Regions from separate parts of the Zea mays genome. Here all the other regions are linked to region 1. The links are chromatin contacts, called in public Hi-C maps. All regions are on one chromosome and are shown on one strand. The core of a region is the stretch at or near the end of the contact, and the rest is flanking DNA. Distances in the headings are between cores, read along the strand shown. Region 1 holds the start of LOC100272892. Region 2 holds the start of LOC100272315 (Flavin-containing monooxygenase FMO GS-OX5). Region 3 holds the start of LOC100280284.

Region 1 (4,028 bases), core at 773-3,272:
GTCGAGCGCCAAGATGCTCGCAAGTACCTTATCGAACACCTCGCACTTCCACGGCTCCACTGGAGGCTCGCCGACCTGGTCCGCGAGCCAGTTCATGTGCTCTGCCTGGTCCGAACGCACACAGTTTCAGGCTGCAGCGTCGGGCCGGTAACACACACACACACACAGTCACACGTTGTCAGCGTTGGCTTACCCACTGAGCTGCCAGTGCGTGCGTGTGGCGCTTCGGCCTCCCGGCCTCCTCCATCAGCTGGTAATGGCTCCTCACGGACGCCATCATGTCCTCCTCGCTTGGCAGCGTGGCCCGCCCCGACAGCACGGCCGCGACCCACTTGGCTTCCTGCTCCAGCTCCTGGAAGACGATGGTCTGGGAAGGCACGCACAAAGTTTTGGATTCGCAGTTATAATACTACACATGCAGACATGCTTTGCTTGCTGATATCATGTTTGCCTGAAGTCTGAACAATGTAAGCAGTAGCCGTGCAGAAAGATTTCGCTTTTGTCATAGTATGGATTTCAAATTTCATTGAAGAAGCGCTGCTGTACCTTGACTGGTAGACCAACGAATGACAGGTTCGGCGCGTACTTTGGGGGGAAGACGTGCTTGTACAGTGGCCCGACACGGTTGTCGTCGACGGTGAGCCCATCCAGGTCGAGAAACGGGAAATGGTAGCGATACCTGGCCGGGAAAATTCAGTTTCATGCATTGCTTTTTACAATCATATCATCATCATATATACGAAATGCAAGGGAGGAAAGAGATGGTAGGTGCAGGACGGAGAAAACCAGTTTGAGCTCAACCCTACCCTGTGCAGTAAAGAATAACGTCCGCATCCACCACGGAACCTTCAGCAAAGCGGACTTTGCCGTCATCCTGGATGCAGTCCACCTGCTCTCGTGGATGGTATTCGTGTGTCAATGCTCAATACAGATTGCTCTATTCATATAGCGGGAAGGTGTTGTAGAGTAGAGTAGCTATGAAAGTTCAGAGTCGTGAACCTCTGCGTGAATCCAGACATTCTGGTACAGCGCCATCTTTCCCAGCCTGTCCCTGGAGTACCTGTCTGCTACGTGCACTTCCTTGGCGAGACGTGAGATCTCTGAAGCAATGTCGATTCCACTGGTCGAGAATCCTACAACGACAACGTTCTGTGGCTCTTGTGGAAAATTTGTGAGTGGGTGGCACAACGTTACTGATGAGGAATCTTTTGGAGTGCTGGAATCGAATAGGCAGAGGAGAGAAATACCTGATCCCGAAACGGTTCAGGGGTGCGATAATTGTGGCTGTGAATCTGCTTCCCGCTCCAATTGTCAATTCCTGTGACACAAGCATTGGATGCCGGGCACCTCGAAACTCCATTGTATTGGATGAGAAACAAAAGAGGGAAACTAGGAGATGGCAGGCACCTCGAATGCCGGGCACCCTGGGCACCGTACAGTGGCCGTTGCAGACCACGACGGCGTCGAACACCTCCTCCGCCACCTCGCCGTCCTCGCGGCGCCACGAGACCGCCCACCGCTCCCGCTGGCCGAGGGGCGCCCCCGCTGGCCGAGGGGCGCCCCCGCCACGCGCAGCACCTCGGAGCGGAGCCTGACGCGGGCGGCGACGCCGCACTCTTCCGCGAAGGCGTCGAGGAACGCGAGCACCTCCTGGTGGCCCGGGAACGCGCGCGCGTCGCCCGCGAACACCCAGCCGGCCATCGGGAAGTCCGAGAAGCCCATGAGGTCGCGCGTCAGGTTTGTGCGCAGCGACGCGTAGAGGCTTCCGTGCACAGCGCTGGGGGAGCCCGGGTCGCGGCTCAGCGGGTCGGCGTCTGCGCGAGGGTCGTACGCCCAGGTGCCCCCCGCGCGCCCCGACTTCTCGAAGACCGCGACGTCGAGGCCCTCGCGGAGCAGCTGGCGCGCGGCCACCAGCCCTGCAGCGCCCGCGCCGACCACGGCCACCGTGCGCGGCATCGGAATTCGGAGCGGGAAGTAATTTGGACTCTGGTCGGGGATTGGTGGCGTGACGGCTCGGAGCACTGGGAAGTGCGACCGACGGTCGACGGGCCTGCTCCAATGCATCATATGATTGGCGAGCCAACCACCAATCCATCGTATGATTGGCCACGCTATTTTTTTTTGAAAAATATTCGTTTTTCGTAGTTTTTGTTTTTTACAAGAAACTACAATGTTATACTAATAATTACATGTATAATGGATCTATTTGGTTCAGTTTTTTTCCTGAGGAGTTTTTCTGAAAATTGGCTGCGAAAAGAATCTGAGTATCGGAGAAGTAATATAAAAGAGAAAGAATCTGAGTATCGGAGGAGAAAAGATAAAAAAGTCTATATAAGGTTTAGGATGTAGCGACAGTTTTCTACTATCGCAGCGACTCGATCTATTATATGTTCACGTTGATTTTGAACGGTTTTGACTAAAGTGATTCTTATAGAAGCGGACTGAAAAGTTAAGCGTTTGGCAGTCTGCAACATCTTCTGGTGGACAGAAGTTGAAACAAATAGGGGCCAATATTTACCCAACAAAACTTATATCACTATAAGGCTGGATCCAATGCCGGACTATACCGACTTCTGATGAATGTTGCGTACTGCTCGCGACGATTTGGTCGGCTGATTGGTGGATCTATTGTCGTTACCTACCAACTACGTTAGGGCTTGTTCGTTTCACAGTCATTCCATGTGTATTGGGTGGTATTGAGTCGTTTAAATCCATCGCAAGTCAGAATCCATCCCAATACACTCCAATTCACATGGAATTATAACAATCGAACAAAACCTAGAGTGGAACCAGTCGTCATGGATTGGTTGATATCGACTACTCCGTTTGGTGACCGTTGTTTTTTTATAAAGGAAGATTTTATTAATATATTCATGCACATTACATCGACATGATACAAGTTCTTGAAATTTCTTCTAGCCTCTGCTTAAGAAGCACGCATCTTAAAGACAAATAAAGTTGGTAATCCATACACTCTAATGGTAATCAATCCGTAGATTAGACCACCACCCATGAGATCGGGGAAAAAGTCCATGGCCACCGGCATCAAATACTGCTTAGCCTTAACAACCATAGACCGCAACTCCGTCTTCTGTAAAATAGCACATGTTCCAAGCTAATGTGCAATGGAATAAATGATCTGCAATGGAGAATAATTATTTTTCTTTTCCAATACGATATCATTCCTGTGTAACCAAAGAGACCAACAGGTTGTAGCCGCGCCAAGAAAGATATATTTCTATCAAAGCCACTAAGCGAGAAAGCAAACAAATTAGAGACACTATATGGTTTAGATATCCCGAAGGCCATGTGGCTTAAAGCCCAAATCATACGGGCAATCCGATAATCAAAAAATAGGTGTTGAATTGTCTTTATTTCATGATAGAAGCAACATGTTTTGTTTCACTACTAGTAGCGTCTTGCTACATTATCCTTGGTTAGTATCACCCCCTCCCGAGATACCAAAAAAAATTGACCTTAAGTGGGGCTTTTAGTTTCCACGGTCTTTTATTTATATTTGGTATCTCACGCCTAATCAATGCTTGATATTTGATGCTAGTTGGTACCACCACAAATCGGTCGATGCCAATTTGATCCGTCATTACCAATCTAAACTAGTCGACACAGACCATCTTTTGTGATGTGGCGTATCCTGATTGGTCCACATGTTCACATCAACTACATGTTCTTTTAATCTTTTGAAGTCCAAAAATTTGAAAGAATATCCAAAAAATCCTAGAATCTAGTCTATAAATTAGATTTTATTTATAAATTTATGTAACTTTTATTTTTATATTTAAATTATGTATTTTTATTCCTTTTTTGAGTTTTATATTTTTAGTTGTTTTTATGAATTATGTAATTTTATTTGTTTAGTTACATAATCAGATGTATTTTTATTTCAATGAAACATCATAATTTATGTCAACTAAAAGTTCATAAAAGAAAATATAATATGTCGATGGGGTGGTTGTTGGATGACGGTAAAGACTGTGCACTGGCGCACTGCGCTAGAAAATGGATGACGA
Region 2 (4,028 bases), core at 552-3,051, 170 kb after region 1:
GAGTGTTGGCACCTTTGTAAATCAAGACTTGGCTTCAATTCATTCAGCAACCTTAACAGGTGTGTGAAACATTACAGTACTCGACAGTTATTTGTAGTTTGATACTCTCTGGTACTATCATCCCTCAAATGTTGTGGCACATTTGGGACATACTTTAACTCATGATATGTATTCTACCTCTCAAATGCTCTGACATGATTTTGGACCCAAATTAGTTAGTCATGTAGATCCATTGGAAGAAGAAATACATGAAGTTCGCATATGGCATCAATAGAATTTGTTTGCATGGTGTCACTGATGTCATATCAAACTGCTCTTAGATATCAAAAATCCTAAGTGGAGAAGATTGAAAGTCCCATGTTAAAGATATTCAAGAACCTCATATTTAGTTTTGGTAATTGAGGCAACATAGTAAACTAACCTTTACTCTATTATTGTGAGCGATCCAGGTTAAGTACACATCCAAGATTAATCCAGATGACAACCATGGAAATAATGGTGATGGACACAAACAATAATAAACTGCTCAACATATAACGGATGAGGCCAAATATTGGCCATGTTTGGTTCATGGTTCATTTTTAAAATCTCATTCTAGATACTCATTATTAGCCAAACAACCCTTGAATTTGTTATTGGATTTTGTCTCTTCTTAAGTTAACAATAGGATTTGTATTGTATTTCGTGCAATATGTCTCTTCATATTTAATGGGGAACTAAACGATGCTATAAGGGCATCCACAATGGTTGTATCAAATAGCTAGTTGATGTGGAGCTGAGACAAAAATAAAAATAGTAATTTATCTCACAACTAGTATTTGGTCTCACACGTAATACACTTAGTTTCTTGGAATACGTGAAATCTCATATCTATTTATTCGTTGCTAGCTATTCTCCCGTTTCAATCCGCGTAGGTAGGGATGAAAACGGACGGAAAAACCACTCTCCCGTTTCCGTATCCGTATTTTATCATCGAAAACGAGATCGGGTCCGAAATAGTCGGGAACGAAAATGGGAGCGGGATAAACGGAATTGCGAAAACGAATGGAAACGGGAATACTAACGGAAACTCATAATTTAATACAAATAGAAATGTTATTAATGTTTGACTAGTGATTAATTGGCAGAACAATAACATAAAACAAATAGATATAGAGAGGCAACATTCTATTGTTGTTTGGTTGCTAAATGTGTACATTTAGCTATATCTGATGTTATTTAAGACTTTAGATCACTTGTTGAAAAGAGCCGGTGGTTACAATGCCCAATTGTGCTATAATTTGTCACCTAAATACATGAGGATTTAGTTTATATACTAATGCATATTAGGCTCGTCCCATATTTATCAAATACGGAATAAATATGGGTTTAATCCGGAAAAAAAGATCTCGCAAAAACGGACGGAATAAGCCATCTCCCGTTTCCATTCCATTTCCATATTTTTCCGTAAATACAGAAACGGTCGGGTCAAATGTAGAAAACGGTACGGGTCGGAACGGGATTTTTTCCGTTCGTTTTCAACCCTACGCGTAGGAAAGAGAGTGAATCTAGCAAGTGAAATAGCTAGCATTGAAGACGTCCTAAGAGCTTAAGGTAAAGGTTAGTAACGACTCAATGCAAGGGCTCTTTGTCATCATGAGAAAATTGCGTAGGATCTGGCGTCGGTATCCAGCAGCTTACGGACGAGGTATTGTCCAAATGAAGGCCAAGTGAGTTGAACCACGAGTGAGTCGTGTGGTAGGTGTAGGTGTCGAGGCGGGATTATAAGCCAATGTAACCGAAGGATGCCTTAACGAATAACACGATTCAAAATCTTTCCCCCCTTGTTGCCTGTTGTGTTCTTCCACGTTCTTTGCCAAATTCCGGCTTCCTTTTCCATGCCCAAGCATCTCGTTATCCAAGACCGTGACAAGCACCACGGCACCAGTCCGCGACAAGTCAACCAAACGAACCAAAGGCAGAGCTGAACGCGAAAGGGAGGGAGCTCGGATCGGATGCGGCGGCGCGCGGAGGTGGCCGTGGTGGGCGCGGGCGCGGCGGGGCTGGTGGCCGCGCGCGAGCTGCTCCGCGAGGGCCACACCGTGTCCGTCTTCGAGAAGTCAGGCCGCGTGGGGGGCACCTGGGCGTACAGTCCGCGCGCGGACGCGGACCCGCTGGGCAGCGACCCGGGCGCCCCCGGCGCCGTGCACAGCAGCCTGTATGCGTCGCTGCGCACCAACCTGCCGCGCGAGCTCATGGGCTTCTCGGGCTTCCCGCTGGCCGGGCGGGCGTTCGCCGGCGATCCGCGCACGTTCCCGGGCCACCGGGAGGTCCTCGCCTACCTCGACGCCTTCGCCGCGGATTCCGGCGTCGCCCCGCACGTCAGGCTCCGAGCCCAAGTGCTGCGGGTGAGGCCGCTCTGTCCGGGTCGGGGACAGGGGGAGAAGTGGGCGGTGGCGTGGCGCGGGGAAGACGGCGACGTCGCGGAGGAGGCATTCGACGCCGTCGTCGTCTGCAATGGCCACTGCTCGGTGCCTCTAGTGCCCAAGATCCGAGGTGCCTCCTTCTTCCTTCCCCTTTCCTCTCTCCTAACTCCTAAGAACCTACGGAGTAATATCACACGGCAAGAGAACCTCGCAATGTTTGTTTGTTGCTACAGGAATTAACAAGTGGCGGGGAAAGCAAATGCACAGCCACAATTACCGCACCCCGGAACCATTCCAAGATCAGGTACATGTCCTCTGCCTCCTCTTGCTCTTGCAGCTTGTCATCACTCCTCACCAGTTCCAGACTGGCAAACTCTCCTTGCAGAGTGTTGTAGTCGTAGGATTGGGAGCCAGCGGAATCGACATCGCTAGAGAAATCTCACACGTGGCCAAGGAGGTGCACATCTCAGCTAGATACTCGGAGGGCAGGCTCGGAAAGATTGAACTCTATCATAACGCCTGGATGCACAGCGAGGTTCAGCTCTGAACTTCCTTAGCTTCTCTGCTTCATAATTTATTCTTCAAGGCTAAGATACGTCTATGTTAATGGACTAATATGATGAATGTATATATGATAAGCAGATAGAGTGCATCCAAGACGACGGCCAGGTGCGCTTTGCCGAAGGCTCATCTGTGGCTGCAGACACCATTCTTTACTGCACAGGGTACGTACTACGAATACGATTGCAGTTGCACACAAAATGGTGCTCTATCTTTTCCCCTTTGTGAGCACATTTACCACTCCTGAATGAACTGAACCTGCAATCACCTTCAGGTACCGCTACCATTTTCCGTTCCTGGACCTGGATGGGTTCACCGTCGACGACAACCGCGTCGGGCCACTGTACAAGCACGTCTTCCCACCCAAGCATGCACCCAATCTCTGTTTCGTTGGGCTGCCATACAAGGTAGGAGACCTAAATGGATATATGCACATCGTCGAAATCGAAGCCATCTGGTCTAGTCGACTACTAATTCAGAGAGCAAGATTTCTTGCGTGTGCTTCGCAGAGCATCATCTTCCAGGCACTAGAGCTGGAATCCAAGTGGGTCGCCGCCGTCCTGTCGGGGCGTGCCGAGCTGCCGGTGGAGGAGGACATGACGGCCGACGTGGAAGAGGAGTACCAGCGCATGGAGGACGCCGGGAAGCCGAAGCGCCACACCCACACGCTGTGGCCTCGGTGGGTAAGTGTCCGTCCGCTCAATAGACTCTCTCTCGAGCGTAATCCTCGACCGACTCGGCTCGGCTGTGGCTGAGCTCCCTTGCGCATGCCTTGTTGCTATGCTGCGGCCATGCAGGTGGAGTACCTGAACTGGGTGGCGGACCAGGTCGGCGAGGCGCACCTGGAGCCTAGGAAGTGCGAGATGTATGAGAAGGCGCTCAAGTGCGTCTGGTCCCTGGACGAGGGCTACCGTGATCGATGGGAAGAAGAAAGCATTGGCAGTGGCTGAGGCTCCCGAATTTTTTGTTTTTGAGTCCTTTTTGTGTCAAAAATTTCCAATTAGACCCCCAGAAAACTTAAATGCAATTTTGGACCCATTTCTCGGCGCCATGAGCTATGGC
Region 3 (4,028 bases), core at 465-2,964, 130 kb before region 1:
CTAAGTCAACAAGCTCTCACGATTTCAAGCAAAATGACACAGATTTTGGTTGTATCGGGACAGGTCACAAGTGGAACAACGAAAGTTCAGTACATACCTGGAGCACGAAAAGACCGGTGTGGAAGTAGCACGGGTTGATGAAAACAGCACAGAACTGTCCACATTGGAATAGCTCGTCTGTGTTCTGGAGGAAGATGTTATCGGAATCAATCATGACGACACGCTCGTAGTCCACCAGGGTCCAGGCATAAAGCTTGTTCAGTGTCAGCTTGAACCTCTTGTTGGTCCCTCCTAGGTTGCTCTCGTAAGGATTCCTGAGGTTCTCCACTATCAACACCCTCATGCCATCCTCTTCTGTCCTGCATACGTCCCCTTGTATTGTCAATAGGTGTCTCGTTTCATTTCGCATTTTGCATTCAAAATTCCTAGTTCGTTGAAACAAGTCTTCGTACGAAAGTAAAACAAGTAAGAAAAAAAATGTCCCGTTGACCCTTGTGAAACGATGAAGCCATGTCTTGGGGGACATTCACCGATCGCTATTAATCGTTTGGGACTGACTTTGATACCACCAATGATAAAAGACACAAAAGTGTTGGCTATGAACCTGGTCAGAGAAACTACGGAAAACATTTATTTTTGTACAAACGAAGATCCTCTGTGCAATCACTATAAAAGAAAAAGGAAAGTTGACCAGTGTAAGTGGGTAGCAGAGGATTGAAAAAGTACACGACAGGAAATAGTCAAAGCTTCAGAGCTGTGCATCCATGACAGCATATTCTGTGAGCAACTTTAATAACAAAGTAAGCATTGCAGGATGCAGTGCATATGTCTCGATGTGAGTGGCCGAAGATACCCCCCACAAGAATTTGAAAAAAAAAAACTAGGAGAAGCTTCCTCTCTGCAGGTGGGCCCTGTTCCACTTCCCGAACTAGCAAATCATCGTTCTCCCAGGTACCCGAAAACACGTCACACATCCCCTAGTCTTCGCCTTGAGTTTCTACACTGTAGTTTGCACCGCAACGAGACGCGACGCGGGTTTGCAGTGCGCAATAAAATTATCCGCAAAAAATAACCTTGGAAAGTCTTTGCAAGGAATGGCTTCGAACTCTGGTTTCGCTATTGGTCGACGGAGACGCGTCGGAGCGGACGAGGAAGGCGGCACTCACATTGCGCGGACCCAGTCGCGCGGCACGTCGGCGGAGGCGATGAGGACGCGGTCGGCGTCGGCGCGGACGCGGGGGAGGGAGCGCATCATGACGCGCACGGCGACGTAGAACTCGTAGTCCCGCGGCGTGCCCATGTACATCATCGCGGCGTACGCGTGGCGGTGGCGCGGCGGCGGGCCCTGCACACGCGCCAGGCCCCGCTCCTCGCGCGCCGCCGCGGTCACCACGAGCAGCAGCAAAAGCAGCAGCAGCGACGACGCCGTCGCGAGCGGGCGCCGCCTGGCGACCGGCGGCAGCCCCGCCATCGCCGCCGTTCCGCGGCCCCACTCCCGCGCGAGGGTCGGCTGATCACCGGCCGTTGACTAGCCCCGGCGATCAGAGCGAACCAATAGGCGCCGCGCTGGGGCCCGGCCCGGGGCGCTGCTTGGCCTTTTTGCCTTGCTCGGCAGTCGTCGGCACCACTGGGTATGTACGCCACGCCCGCGGATGGTGTTTGGAGGAGGAGAATCAGAAGCTGAGATACTTGGCTGCCTCGGCACGATGCTTCTGGTTGGCAAAAGCAAGAGAGAGGAGGAGAGAGGGAGGTCAGAGAGGGGAGGGGAAACGGGGCGGCGTTTATTTATGAGTTCTCGGAGTGAGACCTGCCGGAGTAGCAGATGCTTTCCCCTTGTCCCGGTCCAGCGTACGACGCCCGGCACGCCCCCCACCTGGTACGTATCTGACACGCGGGACCTGGTCTCCGGTCGGCCCCGCCCTCCAGCGACCGGCGACGGTCCGGGCAACAACGCTTCCGTTGTCCACTCGTCCCTCCCTCGGCTGCTCGGCATCGAACCGGACGGCGGGGCGGGGACGCTTTCTTGCTTCCTTCCTTCCTTGTACTGTCAACCAGCCAGTGGGCTTGTCCCGTTGTCCACTATTTTCGTATTTCCTTTTGTTGGTCTAATTTCAGCAAAACCGTACACAATGGCTTGTTTCATATTTAATTACAAGTTTAATGGTACATTTACAAGCTTAAGAAGTTTAGTTGCACATATCAAAACATAAAAAATTATTACAATGACATAGACATATTTAACCCTATAAAATAGGGGATGCGAAGCTGGTATATGTCACTGTTTTTAGGGTGGAGTTTGAAATAGTGGAAGAGAGAAGAGATAGAATAGGAGATCAGCTGAAGATGTCCTTAGTCACACATAAAACTGTTGATAAAACTGTTTTGCCAAATAGCTTTTTTTTTAAATTTCCAGCTAAACCAAAGAACGCCGTTTATGAAGCTATTTAAGAAAAGAAGGTAGATTTAACAGTGAGTCTGAGCTGTACCAAATGAGACCTAGGACACGCGAGACAAAGTGCTAAAAAGATACGTACTGTACAATATATCGCAGTTATAGCAGTGAGCACGTTCAATTTAATTTGCGACACGACAAGTTGCATCGTAAACCAGACACCGCCATATGACGACCGGGTGGTGTGCTGTGCTGTGCTGGGCTGGGCGGACTGCGGTGGGTTGGTGAGACGGCTCGGATGGACCACCGGACCCCGTTCTACACGCGCTTGCGAGTTGCAACCCCAACTGCGCAGGGGATATCATGGCTGGCTAGCCGATTGACCAGATTTTTACGCCTCAGATAGTCGGATCGGTTATTTGGTGTATACTATCCATGCAAGCTACCAGGACAGCTGGAGTGGATGCCGTTTGCCTGGGCTTCATTAATGTCGTTCCAATTTTGGCAACTGTAGCTGTAGCTCGAGGTCCCGTGTGGGAGATTTCGTCAGCACTCCCTAGTGTTGCGAATATGGGCCGGGAATATGCGCCGGGCTTTTCGGGTCAGCACGAACACGGTTGTAACACTCAAAATTGTTTACAAGGAATAAATAGCGAATTCCCTATTGTATGTGCCTTATCTGCATCATAAAAAAAAGAACACATATGATTGAGATTTATTTATTTAAAACCAATGGTATTAAAATAAAGAGGAAATGCATCATATTGGATTTTTGTGTGTGCATTAAACAAAATAATAATGATAATGATAATAAGATAATAATTACTAGAAGTTGAATTAAACCCTAAATCGAAAATAGGGTTTTGGAAAAAATAAAGAAAGGAAATATCACATAACACATGGGGAATAAATACTACACATAAATATATCCCCAAATTAGAACTTGTTATGGCACAATATAACCTAAGGATAAATTGGTCACAAGTTTGAATCTAAACTAGAATTTAAATTTGAACTTGAGAAAATCTAAAATGTAAAAGAAAAATAAAAAGAAAAAGGATAAGACACCTAACTAGGCCCTGACCTCATTTTCGGCCCAGTCCCTATTTTCTCTGCGCGGCCCAGTCTTTTTTTCCCTTGCGCGCGCTCGCCCTCCTGCCCACTCTCTGTCGCGTGGGACCCGCGTACCAGCCGCGACTCCGCGCTGGCTCGCTGGATCTCTCAGTCACGGGCAAAGCGGCCCCGTCTGTCAGAACCATCAACCACCTCCGATCGTGGCGCGGCTCATGCGGACCTGCTCGGACCCTGTGCTAGCTCTATTCCCTCCCTATCTCCTCTCCGCTTCGTGCGCTGGCGGTTGATGGACGGACTCCGAAGACCTCGGCCGTAACAAGATGCCGATCTCGCCGCTGGGACTTCGGCCGCTTGAAGCGGGTCGGTCAGCTCCCCTCCCCTCCGGTACGCCGGGGATAGCGGGATCCCGATCCGGCCAGGCGCTCCTCGGTCCTATAAGATACGTCCCTGGCTGGACGAATCAGAATCCCCTCTCTCTCGTCATCTACCTTGTGCCGTAGCCTCGTTCGCCCCACGCAGCGCCACCGAAGGAAAGCGTCGCCGTCCTCTCTCCTCGCTTGCC

What was found. A called contact is a pair of places that touch in the nucleus more often than the background predicts.
Region 2: a contact with region 1 is called in a Hi-C map of ear, with 2.1 times the contacts expected there. The contact joins the promoter of LOC100272315 here to the promoter of LOC100272892 in region 1. A contact is called at or near these places in 3 of 25 Hi-C or Micro-C datasets (ear, leaf and tassel).
Region 3: a contact with region 1 is called in a Hi-C map of leaf, with 7 times the contacts expected there. The contact joins the promoter of LOC100280284 here to the promoter of LOC100272892 in region 1. A contact is called at or near these places in 9 of 25 Hi-C or Micro-C datasets (bundle sheath, ear, endosperm and 2 more).

Annotation. Positions count from the first base shown.
Region 1 is chr1:93,617,873-93,621,900 of Zm-B73-REFERENCE-NAM-5.0, forward strand. LOC100272892 reads right to left here and starts at 2,023. Exons shown (of 6, transcript NM_001147345.1): 1 at 1,248-2,023; 2 at 1,000-1,149; 3 at 807-889; 4 at 547-679; 5 at 194-367; 6 at 1-105. The coding sequence starts at 1,035.
Region 2 is chr1:93,787,994-93,792,021 of Zm-B73-REFERENCE-NAM-5.0, forward strand. It overlaps LOC100272315 (Flavin-containing monooxygenase FMO GS-OX5), which reads left to right and starts at 1,802. Exons shown (of 7, transcript NM_001365722.1): 1 at 1,802-2,535; 2 at 2,639-2,709; 3 at 2,791-2,940; 4 at 3,048-3,130; 5 at 3,241-3,373; 6 at 3,476-3,649; 7 at 3,764-4,028. The coding sequence starts at 1,995. The coding sequence ends at 3,916.
Region 3 is chr1:93,486,772-93,490,799 of Zm-B73-REFERENCE-NAM-5.0, forward strand. LOC100280284 reads right to left here and starts at 1,715. Exons shown (of 5, transcript NM_001153212.1): 1 at 1,167-1,715; 2 at 98-359. The coding sequence starts at 1,471. It also overlaps a transcript of LOC100283107 not described here.